Regions from separate parts of the Mus musculus genome. Here all the other regions are linked to region 1. Evidence: chromatin contacts called from public capture Hi-C and promoter capture Hi-C data. All regions are on one chromosome and are shown on one strand. The core of a region is the stretch at or near the end of the contact, and the rest is flanking DNA. Distances in the headings are between cores, read along the strand shown.

Region 1 (3,675 bases), core at 660-3,159:
CAACCAAATGGCTAACAAGATACACCCTAAGTCGCCTTAAACTGACCAGCTCTGTAGATGGCCGCAGGAGGGGTTCCTGGTGTGAGGAGTTGCGAATGGAGATCAAGTCTGAGGCTAACACTGCTCTGTCTTCTGTTTCTGAAGGGGAAATACTTAGCCACATAGCTCTACCGTTCCAGAAGCCAGCAATCACAAAATTAACCTTTAATTATGGGTCTCGACTACTCTAAAGCAGCAATGGAGAGAGAAGAGGCAGCTGAGCATTTCCTCCCTCTCCATCTGCCCGGAGAATTCTCAGGTGACTGAGTAATGAAATATGTATTTGTTATAGTGCAAAATCCTGCTTGCCCTAAGCCTTCTGCAGACGCACGCTTGCTTCCCTAAGGAGCACGGGCATGCTGGTCTTACACATGTGAAGGAAAAAGGACAAAGGACACACAGTGAACACAAGTTCACATATAACACTCCATCAGTCTGTCTAGACATACACTATGGCTTTTTATTTAAAAAATAAGAATCCCATTATAATCATTAGACACCAAAGTCATCTGTGTTTTCAAAGTCTCTTCAAGGAGGCCAAGGAGAAGATGCAATGGTGGCGTTTTGCTATTAGAAATGACACTGAGACTTGATCAGCTTTTAAAAGAAGGAAGGGAGGGAGGGAGGGAGGGAGGGGCAGAGAGAGAGAGAGAGAGAGAGAGAGAGAGAGAGAGAGAGAAAGAAAGAAAGAAAGAAAGAAAGAAAGAAAGAAAGAAAGAAAGAAAGAGAGAGAGAGAGAGAAAGAAAGAAAGAAAGAAAGAAAAAGGCAGGGGTATTTTCCAGGCATGCCCATTACCTGTCAGGGCATTGTCAGGATACAATCGTCAAAAGCCACAAAATGACTATCCCATGAGGTCACATAATCATCAGTGAAAATAGAATTCCAAATTGAAATCTCAAACACATCCTCGAATCATCTGAAAATATATTTTCTAAAAGAATATCCATCTTCAACTCATTAGACAGTCAAATCTGGGTCTCCAAAACTGCCAGCAAGCGAGGCCATGAGGATGGGGTGAGCGAGTGGAGAAGCTGATCCAAGCAGGGAAAGAGACGGACGAGAATTACATGTGTATGGTTCACAACTGGAGATGAAGTCACATGTTCAGAAGAACACAGTATTCTGGACGTATATGAATTCAAGGAAACCTATGTGTTAATTACGGAGGGGGGGGCGGGAGGAGGGATATGCCACAGGGAACCAGGAGCTGCTGGGAGACCCAGGCACACACCCTAACAGCACATCTTGTAGACACCACACTGTGGTGGTAATGGTTCCCAGGAGCATCAGAAAACGGGAATCTCTGTTTACCTGTTTTCTCTATAATTGGAAGTAAGAACTCAAGTCAATTCCTCTAATGTGCGTAAACCTAAAACCGCAAAAGTAGATGCCATTTTTAAATAATCGTAGCTCTAGTCAGGCTACTGCTGCTTAACCAGAACTTGGCCAAGATAAGAAGTTACACCCGATGGGGCAGAAAGCTCACTGTGAGTTGTTTGACACAGTTGGCCCAAAAGAGCATCCTGGTGACCAAAGAAACGCACCTCCCTCCCCGACCCCGACCTGACGGCTCTGGCACCGCTGCAGGTTACTCGCACTAAGCAGAGAAATGAGGAATGTACGCATGGAGGACCACAAAGCAAGGCAGGTCGACAGAAGGCAAACAGGCAGGACAGGCTTCTCTGTGAGGACGGCCATCACTGAACGTAGCCCAGGTTCTCCATCTCGCTCCTGTACCGCTGCTCGGACACCTTGCTTTTGTGCTGCTTGCTCTCTAGATGCTGCCGGAACTCCACCTCTTCGCCAGCCCCAACGTTACACATGGAGCAGTAAAACTGGCCACTTGGAGTCACGCACATGGCGAGATCTCGCGGGATCCTCTGCCGGGAGCGGGCATTGAAGTAAGGGCCTGCTGACGCAAGAGACAGAAGTGAGGTAGTCAAGGTAGAAGGCGGCTTCTCCGGCACCCACAAAAAAGCGTTGTGGCTTGGCATTGAAACCACAGTGCAGAAGGCAGAGACAGGAGGGTCCTGGGGACAGAGTAGCCAGCTAGCCTAGTCAATGCGTGAGCTGTAGGTTCAGTGAGAGACACTGTCTTGAAATATAAGGTGAGGAGCAAGAGAAAGCTACCCCAAAATTAAACCTCTAGTCTTTACACGCTCAACACACACACACACACACACATACACACGCAGATCCTTAGAATGTCCATTTAGAAAAAAACACTCCACCAGTCCTCACGTAATTGATAATTCTAAATTCTAAATCAGACTCTAACTGAAGAGTTTAAATGAAGGAGAGGTGAATGGATTTTCTTTTAAATTACATGTACATAGAAGTTCAACCTACACACATAAAATGATTTCCCAACAAGTGCCAGGGCAGACTACAGAGCTAAGCCTGTACTCAAGTTCTAAATGCTCGTGACTCTTAAAAATAAATGTTTAAAGACTGTAGCCAAGCATGGTGGCTTGTGCCTATAATTCAGCACTTGGGAGCCTAAGGCAAAGGATTGTGACAAATTTGAAGCCGGTGTGAGGGACAGAATAAAGCCCATGGCTCCAGCCCAGTCTCTGTATTTGGATTACTCAGAGAGCCTAATCTGTGCCATCCCCATCCTAAATGTATTTATTTTCCTTGACATTAACACAGCTAGGGGGACGTTCCTTCATCTCAGCTGGCTTTTTAAATCCAGCCTGACCATCTTTGTCCTTTGGTTAACTTTGGTCATAACTAATAATACACTGAGATAATATTCATCAGACAAAAGGTTTCTCTGACTTTCTGTATTTTGTTATTTAGCTGTCTCTTGTTATTCGGCGAACTCTGTTTTTGCTTTCCTGCTCATATAAACAGCCTCTGCGGGCACACATAGCATTGGAGGCTGTGGTAGCCAGGACTAGAGTAAGCAGAGAACACTTCCATAAACACACGGCTCTCTGCTGAATGCACACATCACAAGAATTCCCTAGATAACTCTCACTCATTACCTGTATAAAGACCACACTGAACATGGTGTGACTTAAAATCAGGAAGCATGAGTGGGCATGCGTGCTTGAACGTGTCCAGTTTCTTCCTTAAAAACTCTCTACTTTATATTTTGAGACTCTCAAGAGCCTGAGGCTTGATGATTCAGCTAGGCTGTTAGGCCAGTGAGCTCCAAGGACCTCCCATCTCCACCTGAGATAAGCGGTGTGAATTGCTGTGCCTGGCTTTTTCCACTTGACATTGGAATCAAACTCAGGTCTTCAGGCTTGTATACCTGCACCATCTTCCCAGCCCCTGAGAGGCCCATTTTCTAATGGGCTTTACATATTTCATCTGATAACTATTTTTTTAAAAAGGACTTATAAGAGACTCTAAAACACTAAAACCAAAATAGTATACTGAATAGGATATAAAGAATACCAGAAATAAACAGCAGCCTGAACAGCTAGAAGAGCAACTCAGGAAAGCACCCACTACCTAATTCCCGGGGCCACCTACTGCTATCTTTTACAGACGCCAGACTCGTGTATGCTTTGTACACCCAGGAAACACAGGCTACCTGAATTGCTCTGGACTGGATACATATTCCTCCTGGTGGCCACCATCTTAAATTCACTCCCTTCTTTCCGAGTCCGCCGTTGCCCTGC
Region 2 (3,675 bases), core at 686-3,185, 1.7 Mb before region 1:
TATCAAGTGTCATTGTCCTCTGTTCTCTGCCCTATTGTTTGAAATGTCACTGAACCACTATTACAGACACTGTTTAGGCTTAGATTGGCTGGCTCCAGAGCCCTTGAGAGCCACCCATCTCCAACCCCAAACGCTAGGGCTTCAGACATACACTCCTGAAGCCTGGCTGTTATATGAGAGCTAGGGATCAAAACTCACACCCCCATACTTGTGCTTCACCCGGTTCAGCCATCACCCCACCCCCACCTATGTTTTGCTTTTAATAAAAATAAACAAATAGGAGCTGAGGTCTCTGTTACGCAGCAGCTTTCCTAGTAGTTCCACTACTTTAAACTGTTACCTTTCCTTTCTTTTCTTCTTCTAAACACAGGGTCTCGCTGTGTTCTTCAGAATGGCCTTGAACTCACAGTCATCCTTCCCCGGCTACACAGGTATCGGGGATCACAGGTGTGTGCTAGCACACCTGGCTCCAATATTACTTTAAAGACATTTCTTGTGAACTCTGGGTCCTCCATAATGGAAGCCATGTTCTTACTCTTGTAAAACACTCATGCTACTGGCTTGATTATTCTACTTTCTGTGTACATGTATTTCAGAATACACTCTGCCACCTCACACTTTAAGTAGCCTGGCTTCTTAGATGCCAGCTGCTTCTCTAAATTTCTATATTTTAAAAGCATCCACTGCTGAGTGGCCATCTACACTCTAAGAGTTTACCACTCAAAGCTGCAGACCAAGACCTAAGATCTGCTATATTTAAGCTGAAAGGAAATGAACTTTTCTTATAATTTTTAAAATAGTTATTTTAAGTTTATTTGTGTTTGTATGTGTGTGAGAGAGATACACCAGGACTTAGGATATTTATAATATTTAGGTTCTGCTGAGCTTCGGAAGGGGGGATGGGACCTGAATGCCCCATTCTGAGATGTCTGTGGCACTTAGGGAAGGAACATCAACTAAGTGCAGTATTAGCATCCTGGAAACAGATGCTCCTGTGGTTTCTAAACAAAAGCCAGAGCTGGGCGCCTTTCTACTGGCGCCCTTCCTGCCTCAGGCTACTAACTTCTTGGGGGTGGAACACCAGCACTAATGGTGTCTGCCCTTCTAGGGGTCAAAAGCAAAGGCAGGACTTGAGTCTCTCCACGCTGTTTTCTTCAGAGGCCCCGTGACTGAGAAGGCAGCAGTCACACCCATGGGTGGAGGACAAAAGCATACAGTCTTTCCGCAGCCCCGTCCTCCTCTTCCATCAGGCTCCAGGTCAAACTAGCAGTGTCGGTGTTCCCTCCTTTATCATCTTATTTCCCTTATTAATGTCTCTCTGGGCAGTCTCTCCGGCCCCCACAACACACACTTTAAAACAATAGTCTAAAAGTAGTGGCAGGAACTCTGGTTTCTCACAACTGCCCAACAACTCCTGAATATATCCCCAGTCTTATGTTTAATTCGTTAAATTCATGGATGCACTCAAAGTGCACATGGAATTATATATATGAATGGAAATGTCACAATGAAATCCCTTCTTCTATATGATATTTAAAAAAAAATAAGATAAAGTGATTAAAAGAAACTGTGGGTAGTCTAGAAGTGGGAACTCAGAAAAACTCTGAGGAGCTTCTTGCTTATCTGAGGTATTTTCCCGTAACTTCCACAAATTCAGGGGCGCAGAGCCTCCCCTCCCCGCGGCATACCTCCCCCAGACCCTCCTCAAAAAGCAGGAGGGAGGCCAGAGCAAAGCCACTCTCCTCACGAAGACAGGGGACCAGCGTTGGTCAAGGGCGCCTCCATACCTGGGGCTTCTGCAGGCGGGATCCGCTGCCCTTTCCTTCGCCTAGAGCCCGGTGCCCCTTACCCAGCTCGCTTTGCGGACCTCGACCTCTAAAGAGGAAGGCCGCCGTGGCTGAGCTTTTTCAACAGTCTGCCCCTGCTCAGTCCTCACAGGGCTCGGCCCACTACGAGTCCAGTAACCAGAGTCGCTCCCATGGCAACCACAGAAGCTTCCTTTTGGAGAAAGAGGGAAGAGGCGGGGCCACCGTTAAGAGGGCGGGGTACTCTATAACCTCGAGGCCTGAAGTGGGAGGCAGTGATCATCACTTTAAGCCTATCCGCTCTAGGTTACACATTCTGATGGTGGAGCTTCGAGGGTTTAGGAGCCTCATCTGCTGGGCTAGGGACTAGGACTACAAACCCTGGTGACCCAGCCTGTCTCACCTTTTCCGAAGGGCTAAGCTCGGAATCTAATGGTAGAACCTCCAAGTGTGTAGTAGTTTAAAGGATTTTTTTTTTGAAGGGGTAGAGCCCCCTGGAAGAGTTTCCTTGAGAAGGCGACTTCCAGACTAATCTGAGATGGCCTATCCCAGTGCCAAGCTGCAGATGCACAGGTACAGTCAGTACTCAAGAGTATGGAGGCAGGCAAGGTCGTATCCATGTGGAGTCTTCGCATCTTCTTTGTAGTAAGGCTGTGAAGGAATGGGGCAGGATGTTCGGGACCCTTGGATGCTCGGTTGTAGACCCACCGATGATGAATCTAGTCTGGAAGTGGGGTCTGAAATAGTCACAGAAATCTAGGAGAGGTGATAAGTTAAAAGTGAATAACTAAATATGTAAGTCCTTGCCACATAGGCAATTTCCATCCCTCTGCCTCTACTACCAGGAAAGCCCGGGCAAGGCCGAAGTTCTGGGTGGGTACAGGAATTGAGTTTCAAGGTCCTTTCTCCACAGGTAGCATGCTAAAGTGCAGAAATATGTGCATTTACCCCTTGAGTTTCCAGGAAAGTCCCTAAGTTAGCCTCTGCCCCTTTCTGTCTCAGATTCTTTTGAATTAAGAAGGTAGAAGAAAGGAAAGGTTGGAGATGCTGTACCAGTGGGGTGGGAGGGGGAAAGGGGAGGGGGAAGGGGCAGGGGAGGGGTGGAGTGGGGTGTGCTCTGCCTCTGGAGCAAGCAGTACAGCAACTGACTGAGACCAGGATTCTTCTTAGTCCTACCTGCACCATCCCCAAAGGGCTCTTATCGATCAAATATCTAATGGAACCCTGGCTGGTGGGAAAACTCACCCTGCACTTGCGAGTACTCCAGACTAGAGGAGTTGCCCCTCTTGACAACCACGGAACTATTAAAAATTGTTCTCTTTGGTTGGGTTCTCCTGTCCCAGGCATGGTTGGTTTGTTCAGTTAGCTTTTTGTTTGCCTATGGAAGGCTGGCTTCTCTGCCTACCCAGCCTCACCAGACATGACCTTCCACCGGTCTTTTATATACATAGAGAAAAGTGGTTGCTGATCATTAATTTTCATCTCTGATAACTTTATATATAATATATATTATGTATGATATAATTTTTCTCAATGTCTTCTGGGGGTGATGGCAAGAGCTATGACCTTTTGGAACCTTCTAGAACTCATCTGAAACTAAATCAAAATAAGCATCTTAAAAAGTTATTTGTTTTTGTTTTTCTATTGTTTATAAGACGGGGGTCTCACTGTGTATCTCAGGCTGTCCTGGAACTCACTGTGTAGACCAGGTTGGTCTCGAACTCACAAAGACCTACTTGTCTTTGCCTCTCCAGTGTTGGGAACAAGGTGTACAACACTATGTATGCTCATCTGTGAAAAAACAATTATGCAATTTTGGGGGTGAGCTGGCTGGGAGTCCAGGAGCTCCCGAGGACAGGTGAAGGCATGG
Region 3 (3,675 bases), core at 815-3,314, 1.3 Mb before region 1:
GAAATGGCCTCTATAGACTCAAAAATGCACTGCTTGTAGGGAGGCACTTTCCTAATCCAAAGTCCATATTCCTCCAAACCAAAGCATGGTCAGGCCTATCACAGCAATTCCCCAGTTCCTGGTACCAACTTCTAAGACATGACCAAGGCAGCTCTTATAAAGGAAAACATTTAATTGGGGCTGGCTTACAGGTTCAGAGCTTTAGACCATTATCATGGAGGGAAGCATGGCAACGTGCAGGCAGACACGGTGCTGGAGAAGGAGCTGAGAATTCTACATCTTGATCAACAGGCAGCAGAAGGGGACTATGAGTCCCACTAGGTGTAGCTGGACTGTCCTCTGACAAGGCCACACCTTCTAATAGTGCCACTCCCTATGGCCCAAGCATTCAAACACTTGAGTCTCTGGGGGCCACATCTACTCAAACCACCGCAGGCTCAGAAATGCAGTGTCATGAGGGAGGGAGCAGCGCTGCCTGAGAGGGTTAGGAGGTGTGTGTTGGCGATTGGTTCTAATGCTCTGAATCAACCGGAATCTGTGTCCAAACCCTAAAGGTCCCTTGTCTGCAATTGTTTTTTGATGGATCAATAAAGATGCCAACACGGCCAATGGCTGGGCACTGGGCGGGACCCTTACAGTTGGGCTGGCTAGGATGCAGCTGGGGAGAAGAAAGGAGGGTCACCATGACGGGGAGGGAAATGGATGAGATTTAGAGCTGCAGGAGAGAGAGCCAACCAGCCATGTAAGAATTCACTTCCCTGATTGGGCCAGGGGTAGCAGGGGAAGGTTTAGGAATGTCCAGTCTTTGAGGTAGCCAAGGCATTTTAAAATTAACTGGTGTGTGTGGGTCTTCCATTCTCCAATCCAGATAGTTCCTGGGCAGTTGCGTGTATATGATTCTTAAGGAGCCAAAGCAGTGTAGCCCAAACTCAACGCTACAGGTGTGGCCTTATAGGAGGAAGTGTGTCACTGGGAGTGGTCTTTAGGGATTTCAAAAGCACAAGCCAGGCCTCTTTTCCTGCTACCTATGGATCCAGTTGGAGAGTTCTTAGCTCCTTCTGTACCATGTCTGCCTGCCTTCTTCCATGTTTCCCACCATGCTGATAATGCACTAAACCTCTGAAGTTGTAAGACAGCCCCAATTAAATCCTTTTCCTTGTAAGAGTTGACTTGGTCATGGTATCTCTTCACAGCAGTAGATCAGTGGCTAAGACAGTGGACATCTGGGCTGATTTCCTCCCTCCGGGACTTACTTTCTTTTCTTTTTTTTTTTTTTAAAGATTTATTTTATTTATCATATGTAAGTACACTGTAGCTGTCTTCAGACACCAGAAGAGGGAATCGGGTCTTGTTGCAGATGATTGTGAGCCACATTGTGGTTGCTGAGATTTGAACTCAAGACCTCTGAAAGAACATTGAGTGCTCTTAACCGCTGAGCCATCTCTCTAGCCCCCACTGTGACTTTCTTTTTCTGATTGATAACTGTTATAAGCAGTGTGCTAGTGAACATGTATGTGCTGCTCTTCCTGTGGTGTGCTGACTTAGACGCCTTTAGGTGTACGCCCAAGCATGGTGGTCATACCCTAGTTCCCTTTTGAGTTTCTGAGGAACATACTGATACCTGTAGTATCACACCAGTTGACAGTGTTATCAGTAGTGTACAAGGCTTCACCCCCCCCCCACACACACACACACACTCTAACAGCAGTTGTTGCTTTTTTTTCTTTTTTAAAAATTAATTAATTAATTAATTAATTATTGTTGTGTTTGAAACAGAGTTCTGTAGACCAGGCTAGCCTTGACTCTGCCTGGTTCCACCTCCCAAGTTCTGGGTGTGGCATATTTATTATTTATATATTTTATGTGTGTGAGTGCTGTGCCTGCATGGGCCCACAGAGGTCAGGAGAGGTCATCAGATGCCTGGAAGATGAGTTAGTTGTGAGCCACCATGTGTGTGCTAGGACTGGGACCCAGGACTTCTGTAAAATCAGCAAGTGCTCATAATGGCTGAGCTATCTCTCTCTCCAGCCCTCCGGCTTGTTTTCTTGATGGTGGCATTGCTGACTGGGGTGACTGGGATCTCAAAGCAGTTGTAATTTGCATTCTCCTGATGCCTAGCATGCTGTGCATTTTCTGTGTACTTATTGTCATTTTGATTTCTTCTGAGAACTTTGTTCAGTTCGTAGCTCCTCCCTTTCTTGATGGGGTGATGTTTTGAAGTTTAATTCGTGTTTATCCTCACATATTCTAGACATTAATCTCCTGTCCTGTCCTGTGTGGTCAGCAAAGGCTGTTGTTTTCCACTCTGTGGGCTGTGTCTTCACTCAGGTATTGTTTCCTTTGTTAAAGAGGTTTTTAATTTCATGTATCCCTGCCTATCAATTCTTGGGATTATTCCCTGTGTTTTTGGAGTCTTTTTCAGAAAGTTTTTGCTTCTGTGTATATTTTAAAGTCTTTTTCTGTAGCATTTTAAGAGTTCTAGGTCGGACATTAAGGTTTTTTGATTCATTTTAAGTTAATTTGAAAATGTTTACATTTATTTTTTGTCTGTGCGGTGTGTGTTGTTTGTGTGTTGTGTGTGAGGGAGTACACACATGCTATCACAGATGTGTGGAGGTAGAGGATAATTCTCAGGAGTTAGTTCTCTCTACCATGTGGGTTCTGGGGATGGCATTCAGGCTTAGGCTTGGCAGCAAGCCCCTTTATGTGCTGAGCCATCTCACAGGCTTCCATTTTCAATGGAGTTTTATACAGAATTACAGGTAGAGATCTTAGTTTTCTACTATTTATTATATTTTACTACATGCTAAATGTGGAAATACAATTTCCTAGGACCATTTTAAAATTTTTTTCTTAAAATTAAAGTTTAATTACATCATTTCCTCCTTCTCTTTACTTCTTCCGACCAGTACCATGTTTCCCACCCTCCCCTCTTGCTCCTTCTCAAATCTATGATCTCTTTTTCTTTGTTACTGTTACACACACACAATACATGTATACATAGATGCATTAAATATGTAATATGCTGAATCTGCTCAATGTTACTTATATGTATAAGGTTTCCAGTTTGACCACTTTGTTTTGGATAACCAATTAGAGCCTCATCTTGGGAAGACTACATCTACCTCTCTCAGCAAGCCTTAATTCCCTAATTGCCTGTAGTTCATTGTTCTGGGTGGGCTCAGGTAAGATTTCCCTCTTCCATGCTAACATGTTGGTAGCGTCCTTAAGGTCTCCGTTGGTCAGCCATATTATTTGAGGTTTAGCTTCTCTGTCATTTGTAGGAAAGAGCTGGTTCTCTGGACTTGAGTCTTTCCAATCCCTCTTCTGTCTTCTGTGGTGGTGTTCCCTGGGCCTTTGGCCTAGGACCACTTGGTGAAGAGGCTATCCTTTCCCAGTGTATGTTAGACTAAGGTGGCAACTGCTGTGAGAGCTCATTTCTGCTGTCTTGGTTCTGTCCCAGTAACTATGGTCTGCTGCTGTGGCTCTGTGGTGTGTAGTGTAGAGGTCAGACACTGTGATACAGTTATTGTCATTCTCTCTGCCTAGGACTGCTTTGGCTATTGCGGGGGGCGGGGAGGGGTGTTTCTGTATGAATTCCAGGATTGTAATTTCTAGTTGGTTGAGAAATGTAACTGGAATTTGATGGGAATTCTGTTGAATCTGGATATAGTG

The links. Promoter capture Hi-C pulls out the DNA fragments that hold promoters and counts their contacts. Capture Hi-C pulls out chosen DNA fragments and counts their contacts.
Region 2: a promoter capture Hi-C map of embryonic stem cells shows a contact between it and region 1, with 2.8 times the contacts expected there. The contact joins the promoter of Lrrc34 here to the enhancer-like site in region 1. A contact is called at or near these places in 6 of 39 promoter capture datasets (the 3T3-L1 cell line, embryonic stem cells, hippocampal neurons and 3 more).
Region 3: a capture Hi-C map of embryonic stem cells shows a contact between it and region 1, with 2.5 times the contacts expected there. The contact joins two enhancer-like sites. A contact is called at or near these places in 1 of 39 promoter capture datasets (liver), 1 of 115 datasets of contacts at active chromatin or transcription factors (stem cell-derived neural progenitor cells) and 1 of 9 other capture datasets (embryonic stem cells).

What each region holds. Positions count from the first base shown.
Region 1 is chr3:32,339,747-32,343,421 of GRCm38.p6, forward strand. Zmat3 (zinc finger matrin type 3) reads right to left here. Exons shown (of 6, transcript NM_009517.2): 5 at 3,588-3,675; 6 at 1-1,949. The coding sequence ends at 1,738. Among named protein-coding and RNA genes, the nearest start is that of Gm42201, 15 kb to the left of the region's middle. Within about 2 kb of position 1,910, at least 17 of the 459 cell types and tissues checked have an H3K27ac peak or open chromatin away from gene starts, as enhancers often do. A contact at or near this core is called in embryonic stem cells, where this site is marked.
Region 2 is chr3:30,645,883-30,649,557 of GRCm38.p6, forward strand. It overlaps Lrrc34 (leucine rich repeat containing 34), which reads right to left and starts at 1,936. Exons shown (of 11, transcript NM_027941.1): 1 at 1,788-1,936. Lrriq4 (leucine-rich repeats and IQ motif containing 4) reads left to right here and starts at 2,087. Exons shown (of 6, transcript NM_001290510.2): 1 at 2,087-2,378. The coding sequence starts at 2,344.
Region 3 is chr3:31,002,922-31,006,596 of GRCm38.p6, forward strand. All of the region lies in intron 1 of Prkci (protein kinase C, iota), which reads left to right. Among named protein-coding and RNA genes, the nearest start is that of Prkci, 9.0 kb to the left of the region's middle. Within about 2 kb of position 2,065, at least 13 of the 459 cell types and tissues checked have an H3K27ac peak or open chromatin away from gene starts, as enhancers often do. A contact at or near this core is called in embryonic stem cells, where this site is marked.